2 separate regions of the Bombyx mori genome follow, and region 1 is linked to region 2. The links are chromatin contacts, called in public Hi-C maps. All regions are on one chromosome and are shown on one strand. The core of a region is the stretch at or near the end of the contact, and the rest is flanking DNA. Distances in the headings are between cores, read along the strand shown.

Region 1 (5,625 bases), core at 1,903-4,402, 49 kb after region 2:
TCTGGCCTTGTTATTGTTACAAAGGATAACCAAAATCAGCTTTTTCTGTAGACTACATATATATTGCTTAGATGGGTGGACGAGCTCACAGCCCACCTGGTGTTAAGTGGTTACTGGAGCCCATAGACACGTAAATGCCGCCACCCACCTTGAGATATGAGTTCTAAGGTCTCAGTATAGTTACAACGGCTGCCTCACCCTTCAAACCGAAACGCATTACTGCTTCACGGCAGAAATAAGCAGGGTGGTGGTACCTACCCGTGCGGACTCACAAGAGCTCCTACTAATATATACTAGCGTAGATGAACATTTAGCAGTGGCGACTTTCATTGCTTACGGAAAATTATTTTAATAAATAAATAAACGTGCTAAAATAAAATCTTCTTCGAAGTTAATTTCTCATTATTTCATAAAAGACCGTGTCGGAATGTGCGTAATGTTTTTACTGTTGAAATACACTGTCGTTGTTTCTTCTGATATCATATCGCACGAATGTCATTAACACACGAATGGTTATAAATAAGCATCGGAGCTATCAAAAACAAAGCCAGCGAAAGGAAACCACGAGCGAACATGCTTTTGTCATTGCAATTATACCTAAACATATATACATATATATTTTTCCCTTTCCTGTTCGCTGGTATCCTAAGGAGCTATTTCCAGCTACGCCCAGATTGGTGGCTAGATAGCTCACGGGCTGAACCTTAAATACTAGCCCTAGCAAGAACAATGATTCGCAGAAAATACCACCGAATCGGAACTGCGACCCACTAAGAAGATACGGGGAAAAACTCTGTGTTCTAAGACCTATACATGCCTAGTCATTGATAAGAGAAAATATGCGAATACAGTAGCCCACCTACGAAAATTGTAGCGTTGTTAAACGACTGCAAATATATACAAATATTTTTATTGTTATCTTTTTATCAAGGATATCCGAGTCCTTGAGAAACAATCTAAGTCTGTCGTTGGGTCCGTTCGATTTGGTACGCCACGAATTATCCATTTAATGCCCTAAAAATGTCCACGCCTCTTTCATAAATGGAAACGCGTTTCATTGTTTCAAATACGTCTCAAATTAGAACATGCATATCTGAAAATTTGCTAAATTCAACTTTAGGGTATATTTATTTTACTTTATTACACTTAGATTGTTGTTAGCAAAATATTTTTTTTTTTATTGCTTAGATGGATGGACGAGCTCACAGCCCACCCTGGTGTTAAGTGGTTACTGGAGCCCATAGACATTTACAACGTAAATGCGCCACCCACCTCGAGATATAAGTTCTAAGATCTCAGTATAGTTACAACGGCTACCCCACCCTTCGAACTGAAACGCATTACTGCTTCACGGCGGAAATTAGGCGGGTTAGTGGTACCTACCCGTGCGGACTCCTAAGAGGTCCTACCACCAGTGATTACGCAAGTTATAATTTTGCGGGTTTTGATTTTTATTACACGATGTTATTCCTTCACCGTGGAAGTCAATCGTGAACATTTGCTGAGTACGTATTTCATTAGAAAAATTGGTACCCGCCTGCGGGATTCGAACACCGGTGCATCGCTACATACGAGTGCACCGGACGTCTTATCCTTTAGGCCACAATGACGTCAAAATACATTTGATGGGAGCCCATACATATCGCAAAGTTAAATCCATTGACATTAGGTATATTTTCACTAACGTTCAATACTTGCTATACCGTTTCTCATATTGAAAAAATAGCCAAACGATGACATCAACCCGCGCAACCTCGCGACTTGCCTACCTACCTACCTTACAATTGCACCCGCAATCCATACTATTTTTTGTGTGCAATAACAAAGCATCATCCATTATTGTTAAGCGATTAGATTTAGGTCCGTCTCTATTCATCATAATTCATTCGTAATAATAAACCTCGTCCGGAATTGCAGCGGTAAATCGTCTTTGATTCGCGACCGTGCGAAAGCTCAGATAGAATCTCTCATTGTCCATATTTGTGCACGGTATTACGAAGCGCTGCGAGCTTAGGGTCAGAGTGTACCCTTGTTATGTTCTGACCGAGCTTGTTACTTTTCAAGCTTATAGCTCTAAAGCCCTCATAAGAGTTTAATTTATAATTTACTTGTAAATTTAATTCAACCGACTATTTTAATTTTTGTAGTTTTTTTTTTGATAATTTGTACGTATTTTTTTGTTCTTTTTTCATTTCTTAGATGGGTGGCCGAGCGTTAGGCCCGTCTGGTGTTAAGTGATTACCAAAACCTATAGACCAGACCCACCTTGATATAGGAGTTCTAAGGTCTCGGTTTTTACAATACAAAGGCTCCCCCAATCCTCAAACCGAAAAGCATTACTGCTTGACGGTAGAGATATGCGTGGTGGTAGTACCTACCTACCTACCCATTTAACTACTTTTAAGAAAGCATAAGCCGTTTTTTGTTTTAGCGGATTATGTTTGATACGTTTACGTGATATATAAATTGAAATAAAAAAACAATATTTTTATTAAAGTTTTATTTATTTAGTGAAAAACATCTGATTCTATGTTTACTTGCTGCTGCTGCTTTATTCTTCGATCAACAATAGATCGAAGGCTTTATTAAAAAAATGCCTTTATACGGAATTGCATGTACCTCTCCTTATTTTAGTTTATAAAAAAAACCATAGCAATGTTCGCATATCTCTGATAAATCTGATTAAAGAACAATTTGAAATGTTCACATGAAAAAAATTTGGGTTTAGGTTTTTTTAAACTTTGATGTCGAGATATTTCCTTACGTTTAATGGGGGAACAAGTGACCTATATACAACGGTCATAAATAGCCAACGAGCTGCCCGACTTGAGCGTTCCAGCCTGGCCAGTCTCCGTACATATAATTAAAAAAAAAAAAAACTATATCCAAAAGTCTCATAATCGCTGTACAATGAACACAAAAACTATATAGTCCAATGTGCTTAGTGCGAGTTTCTTAACGTTCTCGATAGCGTAAAAGTTAATTTGGAACAGCGCCCCTAGCGGCAAACGTACGCAAACGATCCCATTCCATACAAATATGAGCTAACTTTTACGCTATCGAGAACGTTAAAAAACTCGCACTAAGCACACACTGTTCGCTGTTTCTGTTCATATCGCGAGCATTCTAATCGATACGGCGTTATCGAAGTAGACCGTCCGTTGTTACCACAAGACGTATTGGTTCTCGTTCACAATGCACATTAAACACTGCGAGAGATATGCATTACTCGGCTTTATGCAGTTTGGATGCCGGCCAAGACCGTTACTTCATCACACAAACTGCATAATGCGGACCACGGATTCTGGAATGATAATATTCTGCATACGTTACGATACACGTACAATGTCGTTTGAAAGTTTTTTTTTATTGCTTAGATGGGTGGACGAGCTCACAGCACACCCGGTGTTAAGTGGACACTGGAGCCCATAGACATCTACAACGTAAACGCGCCACCCATCTTGAGATATAAGTTCTAAGGTCTCGAGTATAGTTACAACGGCTGCCCTACCCTTCAAACCGAAACGCATTACTGCTTCACGGCAGAAATAGGCAGGGTAGTGGTACCTACCCGCGCGGACTCACAACAGGTCCTACCACCAGTAAATTAGATAACGCATTAATATATTTACCTCATAATAAAGTTATCTCACAGCGTTGTTTTCGGAAAGAAACGTACACACTAAAATTTAAGACCGCATTAATATCGGGAAATGCAAATTGGCTTTTAACATCAACACACTATAAACCAGCTGAAGGGTCTTTATTTATTTACCTTCGAATCGAGAATGTTGTTTTATTTTCATTTATTGAATACGTCTTCAAATTACTTACGTGTATACAAAAGGAGAACTAAAAATACGTAACGATTGACAGTTATCGCATTCCATATTGTCTCACGTAAAACAGAAGCCCGAGCCAAAAGCTATGTTCTCTAGACAACTGAATAATGCGTATGCGTATTCCCTACGCGTTTCCACTGATAAAATTATTTTTAGCAAACTATAATTCATATGAGCCGCCAAGCGCATTGCGGATTTTTATCTTATCTTGACGTACGTCTATGTGGTTGCTTAATGCTCTGGATGCAGCAGTGCATTTAGCCGAGGTACGCGCATGTATAATAGCTTTATTTTTATAACCTGTTTTTTTTCTCGTAGCGTGCGACTTGTTGGTTCTGTAGCTTCTTGTTATGAAATATCTTGTATATAAAATTCTCGTGTCACAATGTTAGTTACCATAGTCCTCTGAAACGGTTTGACCGATTTTTATGAAATTTTATATGCATGTTCAGTCAAAGACTATTAAATACTCCTTTAATCACAGATTTCGTCAAAACTACACTTTAGACAAATATTAATAAAGAGAAAACAGGACTTTTTGGCGGGAACGCGAGGAGTGAAGTTGTGTGATTTGTTTTATTTTGTCTATTTAGTGTTTCTTCGGGTTTAAATGTGTAATAATGGTGGTTTATTAACCGTTTAATATCTGTGAAAGTGCACAAATGTGGGAAAATGAAACAAAGCCGCTGGACGTAACTTCTCGGGATCCTCCAAAAAGTCCACTGAAAAATCTTAGTAAATTACCACCATTTTACTGAGATTAGATTTCATCTCATATCATCTCATTTAATTTCATCCTAGTTGATTAATGTCTCAAATTAATCATTTTCATTTCATTTCACTCCATAACATCATTTTTCATAAAATTAAGAATATATTAAAATAAGACATGACTTAAAGGTCTCAGTTACCAGGTCATAAACTCTTAAAAAACAAAAAGAGAAAACAATATTTAATCTATTCTCAATTTGACAGACTAACTGACAGACTACAAAGAAAAGTTTAAAATAAACAAATAGTATACACGCGTGTGTGCGTCAAATACATGGTAGTGTGTGTAATGTTTTTTTATTGATTTAATGTATTTTTTAGGCATAATTAAAAAAAATATTAACATTCTGCACTCCTTCTCTATATTCTCTATAAGTGTGGGAAATTTCATATTCCTCCGTCCGCGCAATTTTCGGAAAAAGTATACAAAGTTTTTCCTTCACGTATTAATATAGGTATACTGGTGGTAGGACCTCTTGTGAGTCCATACGGGTAGGTAGCACCACCCCCCTATTTCTGCTGTGAAGCAGTAATGCGTTTCGATTTGAAGGGTGGCGCAGCCGTTGTAGCTATACTGAGACCTTAGAACTTGTATCTCAAGATGGGTGGCGCATTTACGTTGTAGATGTCTATGGGCTCCAGTAACCACTTAACACCAGGTAGGCTGTGAGCTCGTCCGCCCATCAAATAAAAAAATTTTTTTTTTTTTTTTTTACCCTGAATTTGGGAATTCATATGAAATATATATACCTCCATTTATATCTTAATGCGAACTGGCTGTGTTTAAATTTTTGTCCTTTTTCAGTGCAGCCATGTCCTTACCTTTCCGGCTATAAATGTTTTAATGAGTTTCAAATTTCGCACGTTTCACTTTGTGTTTTCAACAAAATAAAGCATCTGAATCATCGATCTCACGGTATTCCAGAGAGCTTTGCTCGTTATCCCTTTAAAGTTGAGTTAAAGGTTCATCATCAGTTCGTTAGCGAGGTCGTGTCAAGTGGCCGGCCGCCGA
Region 2 (5,536 bases), core at 1,343-3,842:
TCACCTGGTTTATCATACGAGCAACGCGTTTAAGTTCCACTGACTTCAAGCTCCAATTCTGCTAGATAAAGAAAACAACAGGACAATATAATTGCTGTATTCACGTCTCTAAATTACTCCGCTAAATTATAACCCGTTACGATAATGTCGTTTATTATCTTTGACAGTTCATATGTAATTAATACTTGTGAGTATATTTTAATGAATCGAACATGATAGCTAAAACACATTTAATTGAATGGAATTAATTGAATTATTTTAAAAGTTAGCAGACGAACAGGTGTCTCTGATGAACGCTGACAGTGACATTAATAGGTTCAATATAAAAATATATATATCGACGCTTGAAAGGCAAACGTGACTAAGCGACAATAACTGCTTTGTACATAAATGATAGGCAATAATCAAATTCGATGCGCAAAAAAAATACATTTCTAGATCTTTTTTATTTATTTTTTTATTGCCTAGATGTGTTGGGCGAGCTCACAGCCCACCTGGTGTTAAGTGGTTACTGGAACCCATAGACATCTACAACGTAAATGCGCCACACACCTTGAGATATAAGTTCTAAGGTCTCAGTATGGTTGCGACGGCTGCCCCACCCTTCAAACCGAAACGCATTACTGTTTCACGGCAGAAATAAGCGGGGTGGTGGTACCTACCCGTGCGGACTCACAAGGGGTCCTACCACCAGTGATCTATTAGATCAGATCTATTAAAATCATTTCAATCCTACAGCTAGATTCGTTAAAATATAATTTTTTTCAGGTATTTCTCAGGCATATTTTAAATTAATTTCAACTTTAAATTAGTCTACTGTAAAGTTTACGCATTGTCGCTTAGTCACGTTGCCCTTTCAAGCGGCGATATAAACATTGACATGTATGCATATGAAACATAAACAATGACATATGAAAAAAACTGCACCCGATTAGCGAATTTACCACTACAAGAGGTCCCGCAGTAGTCGAAATTCGACTATAATTAATTGGAATTGTAAGCTTGTACACATACTATAATCACAAATTTCGCTAAGGCTACACTATAAAAAATATTAATAAAGACAAACAATATTTAATCTATTCTCAATTTGACCACAGACGTCAAGAACAAGAGTTTGACAACAAATAAATAGTATGCATGCGTGTGTGCGTCAAATACATGGTATGTAGTGTGTGTAATGTTTTCTTTATTGATCTAATGTATCTTTTATGCATTATTTAAAAAAAATATTAACATTGTGCACTTCTTCTCTATATTCTCTATATGTGTGGAAAATTTCATACTCCTCCGTCCGCGCAATTTTCGTAAAAAGGGATACAAAGTTTTTGCTTCATGTATTAATGTACCACTATCAAACACGAACTTACGTATGTGTAAACCACTGACTCTCTAGTTTCCTAAGCATAATTTGTCACTATATAATTTTAATAACAGAAAAAGTTTTTCGAGAACGGACAATGAGAATATCAAGAAACTGTATTCATGGTTAATGTTAACCCTTTGAGGTCCAGAGTCCACACGTATTGGACCTGTAGTTTAGTCTCAATTAGTCCGAGGACCGCTAAGGGCTAACATACATTATGAGTTTTATGTTCGACGGATCAGACCAGTATTTCTAATGCTTTAAGTGCAAATGGCATTTCATATCATATCAATTTTCGCGAGTACGATCGCGAGTTTTCTCATTGTTTGAATTACGATTTGTAGATGCGATTTAAAAAAAACAGATTTCCATCATCCTAATTTGGCGTATTTATCTGACATTTAAATACCTTAAAGCTAACCATATTTTTTTATGATGTAAAAAGTTTAAAGGCGGCAATCATATGGAGTGCTCTCATAAAACATAATCTTGCATTACTTAAGAAACTCATTCTTGATTATTAGTCGACTTATATTGAACATCTAAAATGGCCATATTTTGGACGAAGATGACAGGCTGATGTCGTATTATCTATCAGAAAGATACTGTCATTAAGATTGCCTTAAAACTGTTACGACAGCAGTATCAAAGTTTGTGGTCCAACGTGTGTTGATATCTATCAAGAGGTTGCAGATTCGAATCTACAATCACAATTTTTTTTTTCTCAAGGATTTCCAATCGTGAAAGTTATTGTAGTTAAATTTAAATATTGCCAAAAAACTGCTCCAACGGTTGTACACACGCAAACATGCGTCATCCACGCATCATACTTATCATCATATTCATTATTATTATCACATCATATTTATTTATACTAGCTTTACTCGCCCGCTTCTCTGGGAATTACAATTAACATTATTATTTATTGTCATTATTACTAGGGAGTCCAACACTCATATAAATATTAGCCTGTCCATTAAGTACGTGTATTTTCTACATGGATACCTAGTTTCAAGTCAATCGGAGGCATGGTTCAGTAGTTGTAACGGAACATCCGTAAAAACCACTCTAGATTTATATATTAGTATAGATTTGTCAACTGATTTATATACATTTAAGTAACTCCATAATCACATCCAAATCGGTACAACCGCTGAGGCTCTAAACGTACACAACGTACCGACAAGCCGGCTCATTTGCTTACAAATTTGTTATCAATACAAGTCGTATTGTTGTTATACGTCAACGGCACGCTTCAATCGTTTATCACTACACAGTATAAAACAAAGTCGCTTTCTCTGTCCCTATATCTGTCTGTCCCTATGTATGCTTAAATCTTTAAAACTACGCAACGGATTTTGATGCGGTTTCTTTTAATAAATAGAGTGATTAAAGAGGAAGGTTTATATGTATAATAACATCCATTAAATAGTGAAGAAATCAATAATAAATTACAGTTTCCGAAGCGAAGCGAGGGCGGGTCGCTAGTTAGCTTATAAAAAAAACATAAGCGCCGAACAAATTAATATGTATCTTGCTTACGCGTAAAAACTTGGACAAAAAGAGTCTATTCACGACCGTTAAAACTATTTCGATTGTAACGGTCTCCATGGCTTATATAAAAAAAAACCATCGTTTCCGGTCGGAGTCGCGTGCGCACGACACGCGTCTTTCTCTTGCGCAATTAAATAACCCCACAGCATTGTGGAAACGAATACATAATAATTGATAATTTGCATTTATGTTCCATGGGGAGTGCTCTGAGAAATTGTTTGAGATGATATCGACATCTCGCTTTTACCATCGCACCACCCGCCACGGGAGTAGAGTTCATCCATACTACCTGGAGCCACTGCGGTCATCCACAGTGCGTTTCCAGAGATCTTTTTTGCCACGTACCATCCGGCTTTGGAATGAGCTCCCCTCCACGTTATTTCCCGAGCGCTATGACATGTCCTTCTTCAAACGAGGCTTGTGGAGAGTTTTAAACGGTAGGCAGCGGCTTGGCTCTGCCCCTGGCATTGCTGACGTCCATGAGCGACGGTAACCATTCACCATCATGTGGGTCGTATGCTCGTCTGCCTATACGGCAATAAAAAAAATTGTATTATTAAGCAAGACATAAAATTTCTTTTCTATTTAGGGCCGAATCTCATTCATCTTTTAACCGTTTTTGTTTATGCATCGGTCCGATACTACTACGGTTTAATATCGCGTTTGCTATATTAATTTGTTTGTTTCCGATATATCGAATGCTCTTTAGTTTTCTTGGTCACGGACGACTGAGATGTTTTAGTTGATATTTGAATATTTTGATAAATACCGTCTTTTTTTTAAATATATTCGTTTAGTTATAAAATTTGTAGTCTGATTAATCTGGTGGAGTTTTCATGACTATCTTCGGAAGACCCGTGAAAACGTAATTCGTTCTTGCACAATAATATTGTTAGGGAGAAAAAAAGAGAGAGAGAGCAACAATTATAGACTATAATCTATCTATAATCTAACTATAATATTCTACTGCAAAAAAACGCATCCATACTATTATGAAAAATAATTACTCTCGATCCAATATAAGCATCTTCCCGCTCTGCTCTCATAAATATATGTTTTCAATTGATTTAACAAAATTTTGTCAATATGGACGCGTTACAAAGAATTTTATAACATAGACTCCCACAAAGCTAGCAGCTTATTTACAATGAGTCTTTCATCAGGCGAAGCTAAAAACAAACAATGATCTATCAGTCTAAATTTCACTCAGTTACTACCGAGAAATGGCTTCATAAACATCGTGCGAAATTCAAATTCCATTCAAATACGTTATTGAAAATATTTATAATAACAAAATACTGTTAATAGTGATGTCCATATACTTTTTCTTTAAACAGGTACCTCCAATTTGCTGCGTCACAACTATGACTACACTACTAGATCTGAATCGATTGTTTTCGAAAAATATTTAATTAACTTCATCGAAAAAGACAACTAAGTCATTTTGAATAAAAATGTACCGCCTTGTAGACAATTCTAGATATGCATACTCTACGGCTTTCTATAAATAGACCATACAACTCTTGGCACCTGCAGCACGGGTCATTGTGAATGTAATCACTTTCTTATAATCTATCTTTAGTGATACTAGTGCTGAATATGGCCGCGGCACTTGTTTAATTGGACTTATTTACCTTATGTAGAGAACAACGTTATAGAAATCGCATTGCGTTTAATTATCATGTAGTGTGTGTGTGTTTTTTTTTTGGTAAAAACTTCGTGCGTAACTCTCGATTGAACGCGTTTGATTTTAATCTATATTAATATTATAAAGAGGAAAGATTTGTTTGTTTGTTTGTATTGAATAGGCTCCGAAACTACTGATTTGAAAAATTCTTTCACTATTTGGAAGCTACACTATTCCCGAGTGACATAGGCGATAATCATTTTTGAAAAAAATTAGGGATCCTTACTATAACTCCAATAATGTAACCTAAGGTGTAAAAAAATCATCTAAAATATTCTTTACATCGCTTGCCCTGCGAAAACTATTGATGATAGAATAAAATAATGTACTACGACTTTGTAGAGTACATTATTATTTACAAAAAGTGTCGACAGCATATGTCTAACTATTATAGTTATGCCGCAATAAGTGTTCTTTTATTTAAAAAAAAAAAATTACGTGAAATATCGTTGAAAATTTTGGTAAAGACCCGAGCGGAGCCGGAGCGGGCCGCTAGTAGCAAATAAATTAAGAAACAAGTATTATATTATCATTAAGAATCTTTATTCGTTCTTTAGATGAAACTAAATTACTCCCAAGTACGAAGGAAGGTCGATGCTCATACGTGCTCGTTCAGAATACAATTGTAACCTGAAGTGTTTCGGGGTCACCCGTATTTATTTTGACGCTGAAAGCAATGTTATTGTGATTAATAATAATAGTTTGGATGACGGTTGCGGCTTAGACTAAGTGTACTATAGAAGATGCGGTCGTTTAACGGTAAAAATTACTATTTTTATTTACACGTCTTGTCGGAACTATCTGACGCGCTAAGACCGTCATTACACGCTTGCAGCTATAGCACTACGAGTAGGGATAAGAATAGATAGGGACTAGGGTAGGCGTAGGGATCTGATACTACTATTTTGATTTACACTTCTTGTTGGACC

The links. A called contact is a pair of places that touch in the nucleus more often than the background predicts.
Region 1: a contact with region 2 is called in a Hi-C map of whole pupa, with 1.5 times the contacts expected there. The contact joins two enhancer-like sites. A contact is called at or near these places in 2 of 7 Hi-C or Micro-C datasets (both in whole pupa).

The regions. Positions count from the first base shown.
Region 1 is chr22:15,194,824-15,200,448 of ASM3026992v2, forward strand. The region is part of intron 1 of LOC101737192 (dual specificity testis-specific protein kinase 2); the gene reads left to right. Among protein-coding and RNA genes, the nearest start is that of LOC101746659, 40 kb to the right of the region's middle. Within about 2 kb of position 3,153, at least 7 of the 8 cell types and tissues checked have open chromatin away from gene starts, as enhancers often do.
Region 2 is chr22:15,146,124-15,151,659 of ASM3026992v2, forward strand. All of the region lies in intron 1 of LOC101737192 (dual specificity testis-specific protein kinase 2), which reads left to right. Among protein-coding and RNA genes, the nearest start is that of LOC101737192, 50 kb to the left of the region's middle. Within about 2 kb of position 2,593, at least 6 of the 8 cell types and tissues checked have open chromatin away from gene starts, as enhancers often do.